2 separate regions of the Cricetulus griseus genome follow, and region 1 is linked to region 2. The links are chromatin contacts, called in public Hi-C maps. All regions are on one chromosome and are shown on one strand. The core of a region is the stretch at or near the end of the contact, and the rest is flanking DNA. Distances in the headings are between cores, read along the strand shown.

What was found. Hi-C and Micro-C count contacts between places; a contact is called where the count stands out from the background.
Region 1: a contact with region 2 is called in a Hi-C map of the CHO-K1 cell line, with 4 times the contacts expected there. The contact joins two enhancer-like sites. A contact is called at or near these places in 2 of 8 Hi-C or Micro-C datasets (the CHK-Q cell line and the CHO-K1 cell line).

Annotation. Positions count from the first base shown.
Region 1 is chr6:41,734,243-41,740,077 of CriGri-PICRH-1.0, reverse strand. The region is part of intron 2 of Slx4ip (protein SLX4IP); the gene reads left to right. Among named protein-coding and RNA genes, the nearest start is that of Slx4ip, 44 kb to the left of the region's middle. Within about 2 kb of position 3,342, at least 2 of the 6 cell types and tissues checked have open chromatin away from gene starts, as enhancers often do. A contact at or near this core is called in the CHO-K1 cell line, where this site is marked.
Region 2 is chr6:40,971,474-40,977,453 of CriGri-PICRH-1.0, reverse strand. No RefSeq gene overlaps it. Among named protein-coding and RNA genes, the nearest start is that of Btbd3, 580 kb to the right of the region's middle. Within about 2 kb of position 4,338, at least 1 of the 6 cell types and tissues checked has open chromatin away from gene starts, as enhancers often do. A contact at or near this core is called in the CHO-K1 cell line, where this site is marked.

The DNA of each region.
Region 1 (5,835 bases), core at 2,093-4,592, 760 kb before region 2:
TGTCGCATCCAGGAGACAGTTGAGACCTTGCTTCCTGGTGGAGAATCAGTGTCTGTTTTCAAAGATGAGGGAGGAACTCACATTGTCAGCTGTGTTTTGAGATTGTCATAATTTTCATATTCTTAATGAAATGAGGTGTTGAATTAGAGAGTCTCTGGGCTCTACAAATATATATAGCCTGGCATTTTTATAATACTAAAATTTTTATTTGAAGAATTCTTTTTGTGACATAGCAGAAGGAATTTGGGCTGAGCTGGTGTGTCAGGCCTTATTACTAACCTGTACTTTGGAAAGGCTAAGTTGTTTTGAGTGTTTGTATCCATCTGTTAAACGTTATATTAGGACTGGAGAGATGATGATGTGCTAAGAGCAGGTACTGCTGTTGCAGAGGACCTGAGTTAAGTTCTGAGCGCCTCCAGCTCCAGGCCATCTGATGCCCCCTTCTGAATTCAGGGGCATATATACTCACATGTGAGCTAGTGCTTGTCTACATCTGTCTGTCCTCCCCACAATTAAAAATAAAAAGAAATCTTTAAGTATTAGAGTTAATTAAATGAGCATTAATAATAACTCATAAATAGGGTTAATTACACAGTTTTCTTTTTTTCCTAAAACCCAGATTGAAGTTTCTGGCATTGTTGTTGAATATAAAGATGTTTGGGTATTTAATCATGTTTCACATACACCAGCATATGTTACTTTTGAGATAAGGAACTCAAACGAGACAAACAAGTTACACTGTTAGAAATTATCCCTAAAATGGTGTAACTACATTTTTAAAATAGGCTTAAAATTAAGTGCAGGTTTGAAAATGCATTTTGGTGTGTGATCGTCTGAGTTATGTGGTATTTCAAATAACTATTGGGGAAAAAAAAGCAAAATTTGTATGGGATGGCCAGCATTTGGTTTAGTTACTTGGGCAGTGATAGTGCTTAGCCTGTGGATCAGGCCTGATGACCTAGACTGGGGCCCTGTCCTTCTGGTCTGATGTTACTTGGTTAGAACCACCTGAGTTAGGAAGCTTGGCAAAGAAGCAGGGTTGGAGGAAAAAGAGTGTAGTTTCTGAAGCACTAATGCTCAGTGTGTTCCCTGGAGCAGCTCCATCAATACCTCCTTCTCTAAGTGTGGTTCTTTTGTCATCTGTTGATGTGAGGGTTAAGTAAAATGATGTTTAGCACACTGCTGGGTAACCATCTTAGTTAAATATCAGGCATTGGCTGTAACAGTTATCACTATAATATTAACCATTGTGATTCATATTTTTCTGGCTGGGTATTTCATGAAGTTGCTCATTTTGAAATTCCTTTCACCAAGTCCTGATTAGTTTTGAAGACCCATGTAAGCAATGTTTGCAGGTGTTTCTTAGAAAGGCCCAAAATTCTGAAGGTGCTGTTCTTAAGCTTCAGTGATGTACTTATGCACAAAGCCTTCATGTTTGCTAGAATCGCCAGCGTCATTTTATGAGTCCCCTCAGACAATGCCTGAAGTCTGACTTTGTTTTGAAGAGTCCTTTCCAGACCCCTGCTTCTTCAGTTCAAGCACAGTTGCTCTTCTCCATGTAGTGTTTTCTCTTTTCTTTTGTGGTTAAATAGGATCATGGTTAACCCCAAAAGGAAGGCCAGCTGGGTCCTAGATCTAGGCCCAGCTGCTGTGCCTGAGCCAGCCTGGGCTTTTCCACCTTTGCTGGCTGGTTTCTTTGCTTCTTCTTTAAGCCCAGTTCTCAAGGTAAGAAGCGGTTTAGCCCGTGTTTGGGACCTGCTGATTCAGAGGCAGCCGGTGCTTTTTGAGATGACACTTGCTGCTGAGCCCTTGCCCTGACTTGCTTTGGCTTCTTGTTAGCACCTGCCTTGAGGCATCACCACCTTTGCCTTTGCTTTCCTCCAGGAAGTTGTGGGTTTAGGTATGTCCACTGTGGGAAAGCTTATCTTTCCTGCTATGCTCCATGGGAGTCCTCCCCTCACCCTCATGCCTTTCACTGTCTTTGGACAAGAGTGGAGTGGCTCCTGGGAAGCTAACTGTTCACATGGAGGATAGGATACAGAGGCAGAGCCCTCCCACCAGGAGTTGCTGCATCTTCCATGGAAGTGCTGCCTTCTTTGAAGGCCTTGAGCGGGATTCTTGTCGTCCCTCAGCTTGAGTGGCTTAGCTGCTGCTGGTGGAGTATCCAGGGGTCCTGCACAGGCTAACTCCTCTGAAGAGGGGCAATGTGAGCATATTGGATAGTCTCCTCCCTCTTGCTTTTTCAGGGATGAGATGAGAGTCTCTGCAGAGCTGGTCAAGAAATTCAAAAGTTACCCAGAGAACTTAATGTCTAAGAGACAATAAAAAGTGCATTGGCCTTTGGTAATGGTTAGTTGAGGCTCTTCTGAAGGAAGTAGCAAATCCTCACAAATTTAAATGGAACCGGGAAAGGGTATTTTATTTATGACTTGGGAGTGTGAGTGACTCAGAGGGAATTGACAAAGTAATGTTGAGCTTTGTGAAGGTCTGGGAGCAGCCATTCCCATGCTGCTCCACTGTGGGCCTGTCTTGGAGAAGGATTATGGTCCCTGCATTTCCATGTCACTCTCTCTCTGCTGGTCTCTATCTACTCCTCAGTGCACTTTGGAGGACACAGTGACCCATTCCCCAAGCAACATATCCTGCAAGAGTGCTGTGCTTCTGCCAAGTGTCTGGAAGCTAGTTGAACAGGTATGGAGATTTGCTGCCTCAACTGTGGTTCCAGGGCAGTGTCTCTTAGTACACTGTCTGTTGCCCACTCTCAGGCATGGCAGGTGTCCAAAAACAAGGCCGGATTCCTCCAGAAGTTACACAGTACTAACTCTTGGTTAGAGGCCTGTAAAATTTGCTGGGTTTTTGTTGTTTTGTTTATTTCTTGGCAATCCCATGCACTTACACTCTTACAGATCATAATAATGAGTGTTTGTGGAGGGGCTTCAGTGACATTTAAGAGATAGCTGCAATAAAGCTGATCTTTGAACATTTCTCTGGGTTCCTGGGCTAAGGACAATCATGGTTGCTTTCTATGCAGTTTACAACTGGTTTTATTATTGGTGTGAAAGTTGAGGCATGTTTGTGTTGTTCACAACCCTCACTGTATTCTGGTGATTAAACATACTGTTGCAGAAAAGTAGTAAAGAACATACCATGTCATTCTGGTAAAATTTCTGGGTGTCTACTCCACAGGGGACATTATGTGTCAGGAGGGGATACCCAGTCTTCAGTAGCGTGAATCTGTTCTGAAATCTTTAATTTTGAAGCCCTGAATGCATCTCAGGGAGTCATTAGTCATCTATGAGTCTGCATATTTGTTTCTGACTCAGCACTCCATGTATACTTCCTCCAACACATGAAGCAACTGACTCTGTGCTGTCGCTTTAGTGTTTTTAATCATCACTGATGAGTGCTGTTTGCCACCAGCTGCTCAGCAGCATAGCCAGCAGTTGATGAAATGCTTGCTGTTTGCAAGGGTGGCCCAAGGAATCAGTTGCTGCTGTATCAGCTCCGATGCTCCTTGCATTGCTTTCACTTCCCACAATGACTGAGTCTCCATCTGCCATGACATGGCATTCCTGAGCCACTGCCCCCCCTTGGGTTGGTGACTAGAATGTTTATTTTTAGGGAAAGTTAAAATTATCCATAGAAGGGTGTGTTCTGCAAAATTTACATTAATCAGCCTTGCACAGCAGGGATCATGGGAAGGGTATGTATGTGTAGATTTTAAAGAAAACCTTTTATGGGAAATTTCACAAAAGGGGAGGAATCTGATGAACATTAATGTATCCATCATCCATTTTCAACATTGTGGGGGATTTTAAATTGAGGGTTATTCAGTCTGAATGCCGATAAAAAAAAAAAAAAAAAAAAAAAAACTACCACAGAACATTAACACTCATGTGTTTAATCTGAATTTTTTTTCACATCTCTGTACCAGTAGCAGTTTTTCTCTATGACCAAAAATGTCTTATCTCCTTCCTTCACTTCCTTCAGTCTTCAGTTTAAATCCTAAGGAATATTACTAAAAATGTAAGGGCTACGGTTAGATCTCAGCACTTGCCTAACATGCCAGAGTCCTGGATTCCATCTCTAGGATTGCAGAAAACAGACAAAACCTATATGCATGTGCACACTGCGTGCGTGCGTGCGTGCGTGCGTGTGTGTGTGTGTGTGTGTGTGTGTGTGTACAGAGATAGTGGAAGAAAGAAACATAGCCACAGAAGCCAGCACAGGGATAGACACAGGTAGACTGACAGGGCCAGATCTAGCTCCTGAGGTCTTGCTCCTGTAACTTACTTGCTCCAGTGAGGTCCTGCCTCCTAAATTGTCCTGTGCCTTGTAAAGTCACACCAGTAGTTGAGAATCAATCCTTTAATCCATATGTCTATAGGATAATGGTTCTCAACCTATGAGTTGTGACCCCTTTGACAAACCCCATCTCTGAAAATATTTGCATTATGATTCATAACAGCAACAAAACTACAGTTATTAAGTAGCAATGAGAAAAATTCTATGGTTGAGGGTCACCACAACATGAGGAACTGTATTAAAGGGTCACAGCGTTGGGAAAGTTGAGAACCACTGCTATAAGTGGTATTTCCTATTCGAACCAAAACAGTGTACTTCGTAATTAGTACTTTCTAAGCAAACCTTCACAGTAAACAAATTAAAAATATCATCTAGAAATGAACTAGTTTTAAGATTATTTAGGTTCCTCTTCATCTTCGTTGGCATCTTATTTCGGCAGTTTAAAATTCGAGTTCTAGTGTCTTAAATTTCTTTTCACATTTGGTTTGTTTGTTTGTTTGTTTGTTTGTTTGTTTGTTTTGAGGCAGAGTCTGAGACAGGCCTTGAACTTCTGATCCTCCTGACTTCACCTCCCAAGTGCTGGGATTACAGGTGTATAGTGTTTTCTTGTTACAAACTTTCATTTAAAAGCCTTTGTGAAAGCAAAAGAAGGCAGCCCACTCTAACCAACCACTTACTAAACTGGATGCTTTCATGTCACCTGACTTCACTCTCACAACACTGGAACTACAGCATATTGTTGACCAGTCTCCACAGGAGTCACCTGCTCTTGTCAGTACAGACTAATTTTCTGATGCAAAGCCATGCACTTATGGAGATTTACACTACTATCTGAAATCTTGTTCAAAGGTACTGACTTATAATCATCCTCACCTAGTAATAAGACAACTACTTCTGTTATGGTGTTTTATAATTTAAAACCATGTGCTAACCACACTGCCTTTACCAACCATCCTAAAGTACATTATTTTAGGAAGTAGGAGGGCAGGTGTAATTCAAAAAGGGAACCTGGATCCCCTGACTCCTCTTTTCATTGCCCAATGCTCTTTAGAAAAGCACTTTAGGGAAAGAGATACACTGGGGACTGAGGTGGTCAAAGGTCAGTTCTGGGCCCCCAGCCTTCTTTGTAGAATCTGGCATTCCTGTTTCTTTATTGTATTCTCTTGGGGGCTGGGCACATGCCTTCTGCATGCTTGTTTCTCTTTTTGTGTTGTGCTTTTGATGGAAGCAGGATGAAAGCTGGGCTGTGAACCTTAATCTTGGTTTTGTGTGGTTCTTTCACACATCCTGTTTGTCTCAGTGTAGTGTAAATGAATGTTTATATTCTTTCCCCCAGTATTTGATGCTGACTTGATTTTCCTTAAAGCTCTCTGAGGGCTGAACATTTGGCTTATCTTTTCTAAAGCTGCAGAGGATGGCCTCTGCAGGGAAAGTTCAGTTGAGTTGAGATAGTTATCCACCATTATGTCGGGATCCTACACTCACAAGGTTGTGGTGGAACTCCAGTTCAGAGTGTGCTTCTTGTTGGGG
Region 2 (5,980 bases), core at 3,089-5,588:
CTGCCAATCCCACTGTATTCTGCTTTATTTAGAATGGTGCAGGAATGTTTGTCCATATGGAGAGTATGTGACCCACAGCTTTGTCTCTTTGGCTTTTGCTATAAGTCAGACTGAAAAGAAAATGGTGGAAAGTCTCCAAGCAAGGTGAAAACTGCACAAGCTATGCTTCTGCAGGTGGCCTGTGAGAAGCTTCTCTGTGTATTCTCACAGACTGTGTGTCTCTAGAAATGCATCCCAGCAGGGGGTATGAGTGGCGGAGATGAGAGAGTAATGGGCCTCAGGTTTTGTTGGGTAAACAGTTTCTCTGGGACTAGTCAGCACTAGCTGTCCCAAGCAGGTCACAGGCCTCCCCCAGAGCTCCTCCTCCTTGCTCTGAGACCAACAACTACTCTCTCTCTCTCTCAGCTTCCACTTGGCTGAGCAGGGACTGGGCACTGCTGCCTCTGAGCAGAGCAGGGCCACTCCTCAGCCTGAGTCAGACCCGAGTGGATGGTATGAGAGCTTGCCAACCACAGAGCTCTCACTGAATGTACACTTGAGTTGACGCAAGCCCACAAAACAGGACAGTCAGACTTTGTGGCCAACATCGCCTCACCTCCTCAGTTCCCAACACTCTGGGTCAATCCACCCTCTCTGTGAACACTCCATCGTATGGGAAATCCTACGAGGACCAAAAGAGAGAAAGAGAGAAAAAAATAAGGCAAGAGAGAAAGAGAGAAAAAAATAAGGCAGTTTTGTGGTAGAAAGAGTTGTATGTTTAGGAGGGAGTTGCACATGTGTCCTCCTAGGAAAATTACTTTAAACTTTAGGAACAAGGTCTAAAGTCCTTGGCTTTCACCTTTTGTAATTTTGTGTCTCTGCTTCATTGTAAGTCCCCAAAGCCTCATTGACCTACATATTTTACTCCGGCAGTCACTAAAGGGATTCATTAGGATTTATGACTTGATATATATTTTCCCATTGGGGCCTTGCTGTTTCCAAAGGTGGCCTTAGCCTATCTATCCATGTAGCTGGGGCAGTATTAGTGCTGCCACTTGGATCTGGAAACGAAGCCTGATCTGGGATAAAGTTACTTGACCAAACAATGTGCTTCAGCGGTCAAGAAAACTGTGTGTCTCCATTCTCATTTCCTTTATTTAACTTAAGTTTCATAGTGGAACACATACACACACACACACACACACACACACACACACACACACACACACACACACACACCACTTCTATGTACTTAAAACGTGACTTTTTCCAACATATTGCAGTTCTACACAAAAATTATCCAGTCTCCAAGGCATAATTGTTTCCTAAGTAATTCTTAAACTTGGTTTCATAGTTCTTATTAATTCACCAAATCAGAGTGGAGAGTTAATATTTAGCATCTAATCTCAGAAATATTAGTGGTCCTTTACAATTTAAGAGTTAATGTAGTCTAGTTCTAGATAAATATTCAGTAGAAATACAAACATAATCCCACAGAAAAACTTGCCCATAAATGTACACAGCAGTGTTTTTTTTTGTGGCAGGTAAAAATATCTGCCAATTGATAGCTGAAGAAGTAAATTGCATTTTACATATCAATCTCAGTATAAAATAAGATTGTTTCTAAATTAAATGAATAAAATTTAAAAAGTAAATGGTAATTCATACATGCATGAAAAGCTCTTTAACTATAGACAGTAATGCAGATGTAATTCTAGTAAATGAAGCGGCAATACTACAGCATGGATCAATCTTGAAAACTTGTGACAAAGCCAGTCTCCATAATTACAGTTGGAGAGGTGGTTCAGTAGTTAAGAACACTTATTATTCTTCCAGAGGAAAAGAGTTTAATTCCTAGAACCCACATGGTAGCTCACAACTATCTCTAACTCCAGTCACAAGGCATCAAATGCCCTCTTCTGACCCATCAGACACCAATATACTGAGGTACACATACATCCATGCAGGCAAAATACTCATGCACATAAAATAAAAATTTAAATAAATCCGAGGAATAAACTTCAACGTCTCCATAATCCAGAGCAGCCAAAGCAACAGAGACAGATGCAGATTAATGGCTTTCCTGGGAAGTGGGCAGAGAGGTGGGAGAGAAGAGATACAGAGATTGTTTTTGCATATAGTGGTGCCTACATCACTGTGAATCTGAAAATTCACCAAAAGGTACACTTTGAATGGATTCATTGAATAGTATTTTACTTTATCCTCACTAATTCAGCACTGTTCAGAAATTAACTTCTCAATGAAGCCTCTCCTGAATTCTCTAGCATAACCAACTAATATACTGAATGATATACTTAATTATTATATTCACATTTCATTGTATGTGTGAACTGACAAAATATAAGCCCTATGAGATCATGAATATTTTCACTGATATCTGTGGCATGGACTATAATGCTTGTCATGTAGCAGGTTCTCAATATCAGTTACATGAATGAATGGGTATAGTCAGATTAAGGAACACATTCTGTTGCTTGTTAGTTAATTAATCAATCATCCTACCTCATATTTTAGACATTCCGAGGTTAGATAACCAAAAAGAAAAAATAATTAGGAAAATTGTCTATGGGGAGTGCAGAGTCAGTTGTTTAAGAATAAATAGGCTGCTAAGAAGAAATACAGACTATGTTTTTAATCTGGAGTTTGTCTAAAGAGCTAGTTTAGAATACTTATTTGATAGGTTTTATTGAGTTTTTCCGTACACTTTATGGATATTATGGATATCCATCTATTTATCTATTTCTATAGCTAGTCCAATAAACATCAAATAATCACCTTTTGTCTTGTATGCTGGGCACCTGATGATAATGACACAGCATTAGAGATCATACTGCCATAGACAAACCAAGAACAGATTAAAAAATAGCTCAGAGGCCACAGACAGTGACAACATAAAAAGAAACAACCAAAGAGAAGGCCAAAGAATTAAAGGGTTGCATGGATAGATAGATAAGGTCGGAGTTGGTGACGGATAACACTAGGATCTCCAAATGCAGTGTGTAAGACAATGACTCTATGGTAGACTGTTGTATTCTCTGGGGGTGTGGTGTAAGAGACACATATATGGGATAGGCAAAGTGACTCAAGAGAGCATAAAACTCTTTTAGGGTTTATTTTTAGGGAGCCTATCAAAGCAACTACTGTGGATAAAACTCTCCTTAACTTCCTAGGGGTTGCTGTTGGGAAATGGCCCAGGCTTAACACACCAAGAAGAATAAGAGGACCTGAGCAAGTTGATTTGTTGCCAGCATTCATCTAAGAGAAAATTATGTATGTAAGAGTCTTAATTTGGCCACTAAATGAAGTGTGTGTGTAACTGTGTACACACACTTGCATGGAAATTGTGACCTGGTTTTAACTCTGGTGTACAAGCAGGGTTGTTGTAAGGCAGAAATGACTTCATCAGGAAATCAGGAAATCCTCAGTCAAACTTCCAAATACACAAATAGATGCCTTTTATTCTGCTGTGAATCAAAATGATGCCATGTCCTGTAATTAAGGATGTTAGTGGCCAGGTTGAGTGAGAGCCAACCATGTTTTGCCTTTGTTTCTAAGACAGTCATTTTCTAGTTCAGCATCTTAAGGCCAATAGGCACCTTATTTGGCAAAGATTAAGTTCTATTTCCTAATATGTTTTAGGGTAATAGAATTTTCACCAGTTCTTTATTTCAGTTGGAGATGTACTGATTATTTGAGCCTCACACATAAATATTTATGTTTTTGTGGCAGTTTGCTATGTAGTCTGAGATAAAAGAACGCCTAAAAAGCAAAAAGTAGAAAAAAAAAAACAAAAACAAAAACAAAAAAAACTTAGCATTGATTTGAACTGTTACTGTACAGGGAATGAAAAAACATATTAAACAAAACAAAACAAAAACCTGGGCTGTTAATGCAAATATATGGGAGAGTGGGTCAATAGATAACATTGGCTTATTATTTCTTTCTTACAGGAAATCATATGGAGCCATTAGGCTTTCTAAATATTAACTTTTCAAACTGACTGAGTAACTGGCTTCTGGGGTGCTACACAATGGCAGGGTGATATGGTCTGTTAGCTGGCCTACAGATGATGGGAGAGGAGCTGAAGGCAAAATTTCAAGTAGGACTACAAACACCTCTGAAATCAACCACCCCTCCTTTGGAGGGTCCTATCTGAGTGTAGTCTCTTCCTATGGGTGTCAGAAGGAAGCTCTCTGCCCAACTCCTCCGGATGCAGGGGAAAATAAAATCACCCAAATACTGAGATAATGCCTGAACTTGCTGAGCCTTTGGTCCTACTCCTGGTCCACCCCCATCAAGCTCTATCTTTGTTTTAGGCACTGACTCATGCTCCACCCCCACCCCTCAGTCAGCTGTGACTCATAGTAGAAGCCAGCTGAACCCAGGGCCCAGGGTCAGTACAGTGATGGTGTCTGTCTTTCTTTCTTTCTTTCTTTCTTTCTTTCTTTCTTTCTTTCTTTCTTTCTTTCTTTCTTTCTCTCTCTCTCTCTCTCTCTCTCTCTCTCTCTATCTCTCTCTCTCTCTCTCTCTCTCTCCCTCCCTCCCTCCCTCCCTCCCTCCTTCCTTCCTTCCTTCTTTCCTTCCTTCCTTCCTTCCACTTGTCAGAAAAGTTAGGTCAAATGGTCTTGTCTTCAGCATCTTCCTCAAGATCCTCTCATCCCTTTGTGTCTTTAATTTGGGGGAGTTTTTATTCTGAGTGGAGCATAGCATTTGGGTGGGTGTTTTCTTTTAACTGTTACTGTGGTTCAAATTTCTACTTTGGGGAGGGAATCTATCTTTACTTGACTGCAAATGTAATCCCCAATGATGATTTATTTATTTATTTACTTACTTACTATTTCTTGTGTCCTTAACCTTTGTAATGTGATTTTATAGCTACCCCAGTTAAGACTTGGATTCTCTCCACTTCTGAAGTCTGGGTTTGCCTTCCTTTGACCCACATGTTTTTCAGAAAAGATTGTATGTCTGTTAGAACGAAGTCAAGGCCAAGGACAGCCTAGCCCAGCCAGACTGCAGCTGATTTACCCTTAAACTACAGAGAGATGAGTCAGCAGAACAAGCCAAACTGTCTCCAAAACAAGAGAATTAATCTCTTGATCTCTAGCTTTATAAGAAAAAAACAAAAGCAGGTTGTAGTTTATCTGCTAAGATTTCTCATAGCTTGCCATTGTGGCAGTAGACAGAAGATGTATCTACTTGGCCCTTTAACTCACATAGGTGGATTGGTAAGATCCAGTGATTCTTGCTACAGTGCTTCAAAAGGTCTCATTTCCTAATAGCATCCTGTTGAGTTTGTTTTCACAGTGGTGTGCTCAAAGACTTCAAAATGGGAAATATTTACAATTTTGATATGTGCCATACAAATTCATTAATATAAAATTTATGTTATACATGGAATCAAATCTAGAGGAAAGTCCAGATTCAATATGCTAATTTGCTAAGGCTTCTTTGAAAAGTGCTATAGGCAAACTCGACTTAAATTAGAGAAATGTCTGTTCTTGTGATTCTGGGAATCAAAAGTCTGAGTTCAAATGTCAGAATCCTGGATTCTTGTGAGGCTTCTCTTCTTCCTTAGAGATGGCTTTCTTCCTCTATGTCTCCACAAGAGCTTTCTTCTGTGTGTGTTTGTACTCACCTTTTTGTTTCTTTTTCATTTTTGGTATGTGGTGTATATGTTTGCACATGTGTATGGCATGTGTGTGTGTGTGTATAAGCATACTCATAGAGGCTGGGTGTCAACCTTAAGTGTCTTCCTCTTTTGCTCCACCTTATTACAGGGCCTTAAGCTTGCTGTTTTAGCTGGATTGACTGGTCCATGCGCTACTGACACTGGCTCATCTCCACTCCCCAACCCCACTCTTGCCCAATACTGGCACTGCAGACATTGCTGATTTATCTACCTTTTTTACACAGTTTCTGGATAGCTGAACTGAAGCTCTCGAGTTTGCACAGAAACTCTTTATCCACTGAGATATATCGT